Regions from separate parts of the Mus musculus genome. Here regions 1 and 3 are each linked to region 2. The links are chromatin contacts, called in public HiCAR-type and Micro-C maps. All regions are on one chromosome and are shown on one strand. Each heading gives the region's core, a stretch centred on a gene start, on an enhancer-like site or on the middle of the called end of the contact. The rest is flanking DNA. Distances are from core to core; before and after follow the strand shown.

The links. Hi-C and Micro-C count contacts between places; a contact is called where the count stands out from the background. HiCAR-type assays count read pairs that join an accessible place to other places.
Region 1: a Micro-C map of embryonic stem cells shows a contact between it and region 2, with 4 times the contacts expected there. The contact joins the promoter of Gpr45 here to the promoter of Slc9a2 in region 2. A contact is called at or near these places in 2 of 39 promoter capture datasets (hippocampal neurons and liver) and 1 of 484 Hi-C or Micro-C datasets (embryonic stem cells).
Region 3: a contact with region 2 is called in a HiCAR-type map of astrocytes, with 6 times the contacts expected there. The contact joins the promoter of Mrps9 here to the promoter of Slc9a2 in region 2. A contact is called at or near these places in 4 of 39 promoter capture datasets (the 3T3-L1 cell line, embryonic stem cells, hippocampal neurons and 1 more) and 1 of 115 datasets of contacts at active chromatin or transcription factors (astrocytes).

The regions. Positions count from the first base shown.
Region 1 is chr1:42,951,485-42,954,184 of GRCm38.p6, reverse strand. Gpr45 (G protein-coupled receptor 45) reads right to left here and starts at 1,313. Exons shown (of 2, transcript NM_053107.4): 1 at 952-1,313. Gm39633 (a long non-coding RNA gene) reads left to right here and starts at 1,467. Exons shown (of 3, transcript XR_865396.3): 1 at 1,467-1,611.
Region 2 is chr1:40,680,286-40,682,985 of GRCm38.p6, reverse strand. It overlaps Slc9a2 (solute carrier family 9 (sodium/hydrogen exchanger), member 2), which reads right to left and starts at 1,274. Exons shown (of 12, transcript NM_001033289.2): 1 at 821-1,274. The coding sequence starts at 1,112.
Region 3 is chr1:42,849,915-42,852,614 of GRCm38.p6, reverse strand. Mrps9 (mitochondrial ribosomal protein S9) reads right to left here and starts at 1,382. Exons shown (of 11, transcript NM_023514.4): 1 at 1,189-1,382. The coding sequence starts at 1,323.

The sequences.
Region 1 (2,700 bases), core at 64-2,563, 2.3 Mb before region 2:
TATGGTATGCCTCTAAAATAAAATGAGCTTCATCAGAAATGCAGCACAAAAAAAAAAAAAGAAAGAAAAAAAGAAAAAAAAAGGACACTGTCCACTCTAAACAAAGTGAACTGCCCTTAGCAAGCTGAAGTGAATTTCCTACAAAATACTTGCTTCTGCTTCTTTTTTTTTTCGGAACAGTTCGGTCAAAGTTTCATTTCTTTACGTTTTCATTTTCTATTAATACTTTGATACTTAAAAGATAAGAGATGAACTCTCAAACTGCAAACCTCTGGTTTGATGAAGCCATTACCCTGGTGTCACTTTCATCGTTAACAAATGACATGTCTCTCTGTCCCTTCTAAAATCCAGATTAAACAGACACCCAGCCCACCTCAGTGGCAATCTGGGGAAGGCGTCCTAAGGCCCCTTTCTCTGATGGGGAAAACCGAGGCAGCTCAGTGGCCTGTTGGATGAACGTCCCACAGCAGCTGCTCTCACTTGCGATCTCTTGTCTAAGTATTACCCGATGTAAAGGAAATGGTCTGACAGAGTTGGCAGTACACGGGGAGATGAGATGGGGGATGAGGCGGGGTAGTGGGATGGGCGACGATCAGAAATGGTGGTGGTGATGGTGATGGTGGTGACAGTGGCGGTGGTGACGCTGGGCCGGCTCCTCTCCCGTTTTTCCATGACTGCAGGTCCTCGCAGCCTCCGCCGTCCCCGCGTGGCCTCTGCCCGGAGAAACAGGATTTGCACCCAAGCCGCACGTCCGCGGGCGCGAGGCTGCGGCGCCCCGCGAGCCGGCCACGCGCCCCTCTGCGCCCCCGCGCTGGCGCCGCCCGAGCATCACAGCCGAGGCTCCTCCGGCCCGGCCTCCCCTCCGCCGCACTCCACCCCGCAAGGCAGCACCCGCGCCAGGGCCCGCCCCACCAAGCCCCCCGCGGCCCGGCCCTGGCCCCGGTCACTTACGCTGCACTGGGCCCGGATGCGCCCAGCGGCCCGAGACAAAGGCTGAGCGGCCCCGGTGCCGCCGGCTGTTCCCCTAGCCGCGGCTGCCGGGGACCAGGAGGAAGAAGGGGAGGATGGAGAGGAGGAGGGGCAGGGAGCAGGGGGAGGCAGCGAGGGAGCGTGGGGGAGGGGCCCGCGGCGTCTGCCACCCGCCGCAGCAGTCCCAACCCCAGCCCTCCTCGGGGGCCGCCACCCTCCGGGGGTGCAGACCTCCCCTAGGGACCAGGGTACCGCCCCCCCTGGGGCGGGGTGGGAGGAAGAGGAAGGGAAGGAGGAAGGCAGTGAGTGCGCCTGTGTGCTCCTACTCAATCGTGATCGTCTCCACCCACCCCCGCGTCTGCGGGCAACCCTAGGAACCTGCTAGACTCCCCGCCTCAACTGCGCGGCTCCCAGCAACCCGCGCCCACTTTCCTACAGACCTCTACCCCAGACCAGCCAACCCTATCCACCTCCTCCGATGAACAGACCTGAAGGTTAAGTGCCCGGAGGCTCTGGTGAGGGAGAGCCAGCTGAGAGGTGATGGAGGGTCGGGGCCCTTTGTGAACCACCCTGTTGGGCACCTGTTCCTCTCTAGCACGGACCCTAGTACTTAGCGGACCACTAAGGATGACAATTGGGCAGGTGAGATCTTGAGTCTCCCATGGGCGACTCTTTGGGAAAAGTAACTCCATGGCTTGACTCAGTCATTTGCATCTTGGTGACAAGAGTGATTTTGATTTTTTTTCATATTCTGAAAACTTTTCAGTGTGTGTGTGTGTGTGTGTGTGTGTGTGTGTGTGTGTGTGTGTGTGTGTGTGTGTGAAGTCAAAGGGGAATAGTGAAACAAACCATCTTCAACCTCAAGGCAGGCCAGAATTTTCCAATCTTTCATCCACTCCAGTTGAAAACATGGCTCTAGTTGTCGGAGCTTCCCTGAGGCCCCAGGCTTCATTCACTTGTGCTGTTTGGCTTAGGTGGGAACCTATATACCATGAGCTAATCAACAATGATCCACCAAAGGCCAGATTGCTGCGACTGTCTCCCAAATTCCTTGCCAAATGTGACTGACTGATGCCTGTCCCTCCAGGAAAAAAAAAAAAAAAAAGAACAAGCAGGATGTCGCCTTAAATTCCAAGAGCTTCAGTTCTTACCTCAGTGAACCCAAGTGCAGATTACAAGCCATAGAGGTCGGCTGAGGTGTTCCTTGCTGATCCTTGGAGTCTTGACGGGGAAGCTGGGCAGCTACTAAGAGAACCAGATTCCTCACTGATTGGGTTGGAGTCCTAGGGCCACACACAGCATAAGATGCATGGCCTATTGGTTCCTCGGTAGGCAGCATGCTAGGGACAGACTCGGGCCATCTGAGGGTTTACTATGTGCCTCATGTTGGCAAAGCAGAGGGGTGCCCTTTGGTGAGTGTCTTGCAGAGCTGTGCTATGCAGAAGATAGGTAAATAGATCGAGATGAAGACTCTGGTCTCAGACTATCGGGCTTTCTGTCTTTCACCTCTTTTCAGCTGTGTGCCCTCAGGCCAATGACTTGACAACTCTGAGCCTTGTTTTCTCATGGGAGAAACTAGGAGTGTGGATGGAGTCTGTCTGAGAGGCATTTGTGCATGCAGAATGCTTGGCCTAGAAAGGTTGAGAAGATGCGGTAAGCACTTAACCTTCCACGTGGGAACGCAAAATGATTGGAGTCCAGAGAGATTGCTCTTCCAAACGATTTGTGGCC
Region 2 (2,700 bases), core at 25-2,524:
CTCACCCTGATCATCAGAAAGGTTCCCTAAGAAAGGCTGAGATGTATGGAAAGCTGCATCCCACAAGGTGAATGCAAAAGCATAGAAAACACCGCGTTCTTCTGACCTCATACATTTTGAACAGTACAGCGATAGCGAATGTGCTTTAATACTGCATACAGAGTAAAATGGTGAGCGGGCGTTATGATGGAGTGATCAGGTTAACAGATGAGAAAACGGGCTGAGCTTGGGGATGGGTTAATTATTTGTTAATAGCTGGTCTCCCTGGCTCCAGTTACCTCTAAAGAAGAAAAGGCTTTCTAGAGAGGAAGGAGCCCAGAGAGCCCAGAGAGAAAGAACAGGGCACTGGTGTTGTAGTGGCAAGCATTTAGGTGTCCACAGTCCCAATTTAAGCACCTCATCAGACAGGGACATGAGGAGGGTCTGTGTTCTGCCAACGCACCCTCTCCCATCCAAGATCTTGCCCACTTCCACTCTCCTCTCTACTTGTAGATGATATACAATCTAGCTAAGCCCTGCCTCAGTTAGCAAGCAAGTCTCCCTCAACTTTGGCACAGACCTGTCAAACTTGACGCTCAAAGCAGAAGTTCACAGTGGGTCTCTATGCTATGGGCCAGTCTTTCCCGGCTTTCCAAGGCCAGCGTCGGATTAAGAACAGGAGATCTTTCAACCACAGGAGCTAATCTGTCCGTCCAAGGCTGCCTTGGTGCAGGAGGAGCTGGCCACTATCTGAGACCAACTACTTGCCTACTTGGCGAGTCACCCACCAGGATCCCCAGTCTGATCGTCCCCGCCCCCACCCACGGGTACAGTTCCTTACCAATCTTGGCCAAGGAGGCCAGTAGGATCCACAAAGTGATCTCGAAAGGGATTTGCACGTGGGGGTAATCCAGGGTGAACACGGGCAACCGACTTTCCTCGAACGGCGTCGTTCCCGGGGCCACCACACTGGCAGGACTTGGCGGGTTGGAGCTGGCACCCCTGGCCCTGGGTGCGTCCAGCAGGGTCTCGGCCAGCGCGCCCGCCGGCACTGCCACCTGCAGAGACAGCAGCAGCAGCAGCAGCCAAGACAGTGGCGCCCGCACGCTGTGCGCGGTGCCCCGGGGGCCCATGGGGTCGGCAGCTATGAGCGCAGCAGAGGACGCTGGTGTAGGATCTGGGTTCCCTCAGAGCATCGCGGGAGGGACAGCACTACTAACTCAACGGGACTGCGAGAGTACCACACCACCGCCTCCACGGGGTCGGGGCCCTGTCGCCAACCAGTTCGGTGGGTGTGAACCTCGCAGGGCCCGGAGGGGAGCGCGCAGCGACAGGAGGCCACTGCGCGGTCCCTCGGCCGCGCTCAGCCTTGCTCAGCCGCCCTCCGCCGCCGGCCGCCCTCCCATGCCTGGCAGCTACAGGCCCTGCCCGGGGCGGCCCGAGGGCGGGCGGGGACGGGGACGGGGGCGGGGCGGGGCGGGCGCGGCGCCCCGGTGGCGGGGCGGGAGGACGCGGAGACCCGGTGCGACGCGCACCTGCCGCAACCCACAGTCGACGCGGGGGCGAAGGTCGCGCCGCTCTCTAGCCCGCCCGCGGACCAAGAGCCGCTGTTCTTGGGAGCCCGGGAGCTGTGGGTGCACTAGGTGCTCGGTGCGCACGGTGGCCTGAGCTGTCCCCGCCCCGGAGGCAGCGTCGGCCGTCCATCAGGGCTGGGACCGACGCGACCCACGCGTCGCGCCCTGCCCCCTCCCCCCGCAGGCTCCTGCAAGGAGACACCCCGGGGCGCTGGCACGCGAGGAGGCGCCGCGGGCTCAGGCAGGGAGGCGACGCCGGGCGCGGAGGAACTGGGGAGCCTTCGCCACTGCTGGGTCTGCAGAGACCGACTCACCGAGGGGAGCCTCTCGGGGCCTCGGAAAGATGAGAAGGAAGAGCAAAGCACCTTGAACACAGCCTGTTCTCTGCGCACCGAAACTCCCGGTTGAGAACTCAGCGCTCCCACGCTCTCCCAGAACCCTTGTCTTTCCGCTTTTCCACTCCTTGTAACAGTGTGCACTCCACTTTTCTTCCCTCCCCCAGCTTTGGGGACGAAAAAGTCTCTGTTTTTAGGCTTCGAGGTGAATCTGTCTGAGGGCATCAGAAACATAACTATTTCGTGGAAAACCAGTGATTTGCCTAGCTTAGACGGACTTGTTCGGCTAATTACAGGATGGACTGCGGTTTGGAAAAGCGGGATTCTCCCAGCGCCAACTGGCCCTTCTCCCGAGCCCGACCTTCCGCAGGGGCATTGCCAGGTGCCCTGCCTGCGATCCCACTGTCCCGGTGTCCTCACGGTGAGAAACTGAAAGGAACCGAAACCAAACCATCTGCCTCCCAGTTAACCCACACGGTTTCCCCTAAACGTATAAAATAAAAATTCTTATCTTTCCCACAGGGTTCCGGCTCTTGTTTATACACCCCTCAGTCTGACACAGAAAGGTCTAACAGAATCTGTGAGATGTCAGTCGTCGGAGGCCATCTGAATAGAGGCAAGCAAGGAACCTTTGAGTCTGGGAAAGGCAGGGACCATTCTAGCCCGAAGTAGAATGGGTCTCAGGGTTGATACAGAATCGGCACAGAATGTATCAGTTTTCCAGCTTTGAAGTGGAACTGCCTGTGAAGATTCTGTTTCCTTGTAAAGATTTACTGAAACAGGCAGAGCCTAACCCTTTTCCTCCCTGCTGG
Region 3 (2,700 bases), core at 133-2,632, 2.2 Mb before region 2:
CGAGGCTCATTTTGTAAAATGTGTTTGTTTACACATAATTATAAGAATAAAGAGAAAGAAGAAGGGTACACTAGGTTCAGAATATAGGAGAGTGAGAGCCACCTGCCCATATAATCATTACCAATAAACATATTTTGTATGCTACAGTTCCTCTCATATGCAATTATGTGTCTCAAAGAGATGTATAGAAGAAATAAAAATGTCCAACACATTTTCCAATTTTCAAAACCAAGAAACCCAGATGTTTAACAGATCAATGGACAAATTGGTTTATGTTACAACATCAAATAACAGAAAAAGGTGGCCAGTCATTTTGTAAAACAGTTCTAAGATCCAGCGTTTAACTTCTCGGCAATATCTGGTGGTAGTACTGCTTTTCCAACATTTCGTACTCTTTCTACTCAAACTGTTCTGTTTTCCAACCCCCACTTGTTTGACCGCGTGTTCTCAATCTCTTGAGACCTCTCTTTCGGCCTGTTCATCTGCCTACTCTTGCAGGACACCATCTGCGCGCTATTCCCTGGGTTTCCATTAGAACCTGCAAGGTAACAGGACTTCAAAGTTAGGTCTCCTCCTGTGTCACGGGCACACCCACCGAAAGGACTACTGGAAATCTCCGGTAGAATATGCCACAGACACTTTAAGTGCAATTACAGCCGAAGCTCGTTTTCTCCCACTTTTAATGAGCCACATTAAACGGGCGACAAGCAAAGACTCAAGCTAGAAATCCCAGCTTCACACCGACCCCGGAATTGAGCGAAGCGGTCAAATTCTGCTCTCCTAATGTCACACACACACACACACACACACACACACACACACACACACACACAAGTTTCGGGAAAATTACAAAAACTGAAATTCCGCAAACGCAGAGCACTTGTAAAAAGTCTCAGTTCGCTCCACAGACTGACTCTGCCCAGGACATCTTCCGGGTCGCGCAGAGTTCGGCTCCCCTTCTCCCCGGGACGAATCACAAGACCCAGGCAGCCACCCAACTCCATCTGCCGAACCCTTTGCTCCTCAAAGCCCAGGGAGAGGCTGCAGAGGATCCGTCCGCGGCCGATTCCCCGATCCCCAAGCGTGACCTCCGACCTCTACCTTGAGGGCTCTGGCAGCCCTGGAAGGTGGGCCGGCTTCACGTCACCCTACCACACGGACCGCCAGCTCCAGCTCCCAGGACCTTACCTGGAACCTGGTCCCTGTCTGCCAGCCAACCGCCGAGGCTGTCCAGTACCCGGGCCTCTGGCAGAGGCTAGCTCTAACAGCGGGAGTGAACCAAAGGGAAAGCACTCGGCCGCAGGACACACAGGGGGCGGCCATGTTGGCCGTAAGAAACATCCTGGCGGGAGGGGAAAGGGGTGGAGCCTGGAGACTGCGCAGGCGCAGACCTCCCAGGCGGAAGCGCTTCCTTAGCAATTGCAACTAGGGGCGGAGTTCTGTAGTCCAGCCCCTCGCCGCTGATTGGGTGCGCGGCAGCAGGTTGCCTTGCACATGGCTTTCGGCTTACTAGCAGCTGTAGTCCTAGCTGAGTTCCTGGTACCCACGCTCAGACAAGCCTTCCACAGTCTTATTCTCACTCCAACAATCCAAGCTGGCTTTCCTGTCCGCTTGCCTTCCCGCAAGGGCCTTCTGCTCCCCCTTGAACTTGCCCGTTTTAAAGATCTGTTTCAAGACATTCTTCTTCCAGCAACTAACCATTCTGGCTTCCAACACATTGTGTTGACTCTTAGCTGTCTGACCCACAGGCTGAGGAAAAGCACCTCCCTGCTCAACTTCATGGCTCTCCCTGATTGCCTCTGAGCCTTAAAGCCATTAAGAGTGGCTGCAGACACAGGAACTGTCTTTGCCTTCTGAAACTTGAACTTCCTAACCCTAAGTCTAGGGTTATCTCTACCAGATACAAGTGGTTGAATAAATCACTCTTAAAGGGTTTTCCAATGTTGAAAATTATCATTGAATAATTTGATAATGTTGAAATTATCATTAGAAGTTTAAAACATACTCAGAAAACGAGATCAAGGTGACCGAGTAAGAGGCTGAGAAGTTAAAAACACTCTATGTTCTTTCAGAGGACCTGGGTTTGGTCCCCAGAACTCTTGTGGAAAATCACATCTATCTATCTATCTATCTATCTATCTATCTATCTATCTATCTATCTATCACATCTATCACATCTATCACATCTATCTATCTATCTATCTATCACATCTATCTATCTATCTATCTATCTACCTATCTATCTATAATTACAGCTCTAAACAATCTGACACCTTCTCTGAATTTCAAGGGGATCAACCATGTCTGTGATGTACAGACACATATACATACAAGCAAAATATTTATACATGTAAATTAGAAATCTGTTTTTTAAGTTATGAAGTAAGTGCTGGCATCGTACAGTTATCACCTCATAAAACAGCTCTAGGGAAATAGAAATTGCATAGCTTCAGAAAAATAGAAGAAAAAAAACCCCTCCAAATAGGATGCTTGTAGTAAAGGGGGGAAATCATTATTTTCCCCTTTGTTTGTTTCCTTTACATTAGTGAAAATCTCTTCATTCAGTGGCAGAAGTCCAGGACTAGTATTTGGAGAAGAAGAATAAGTTAGAGGCGAGGCAGTGCTGGCCAGAAAAGCAGGTAGGCTAACTCCAGATCTTTACCTCTCCCTCTATCTCTCCAAATCCAATCCTCTAGTCTT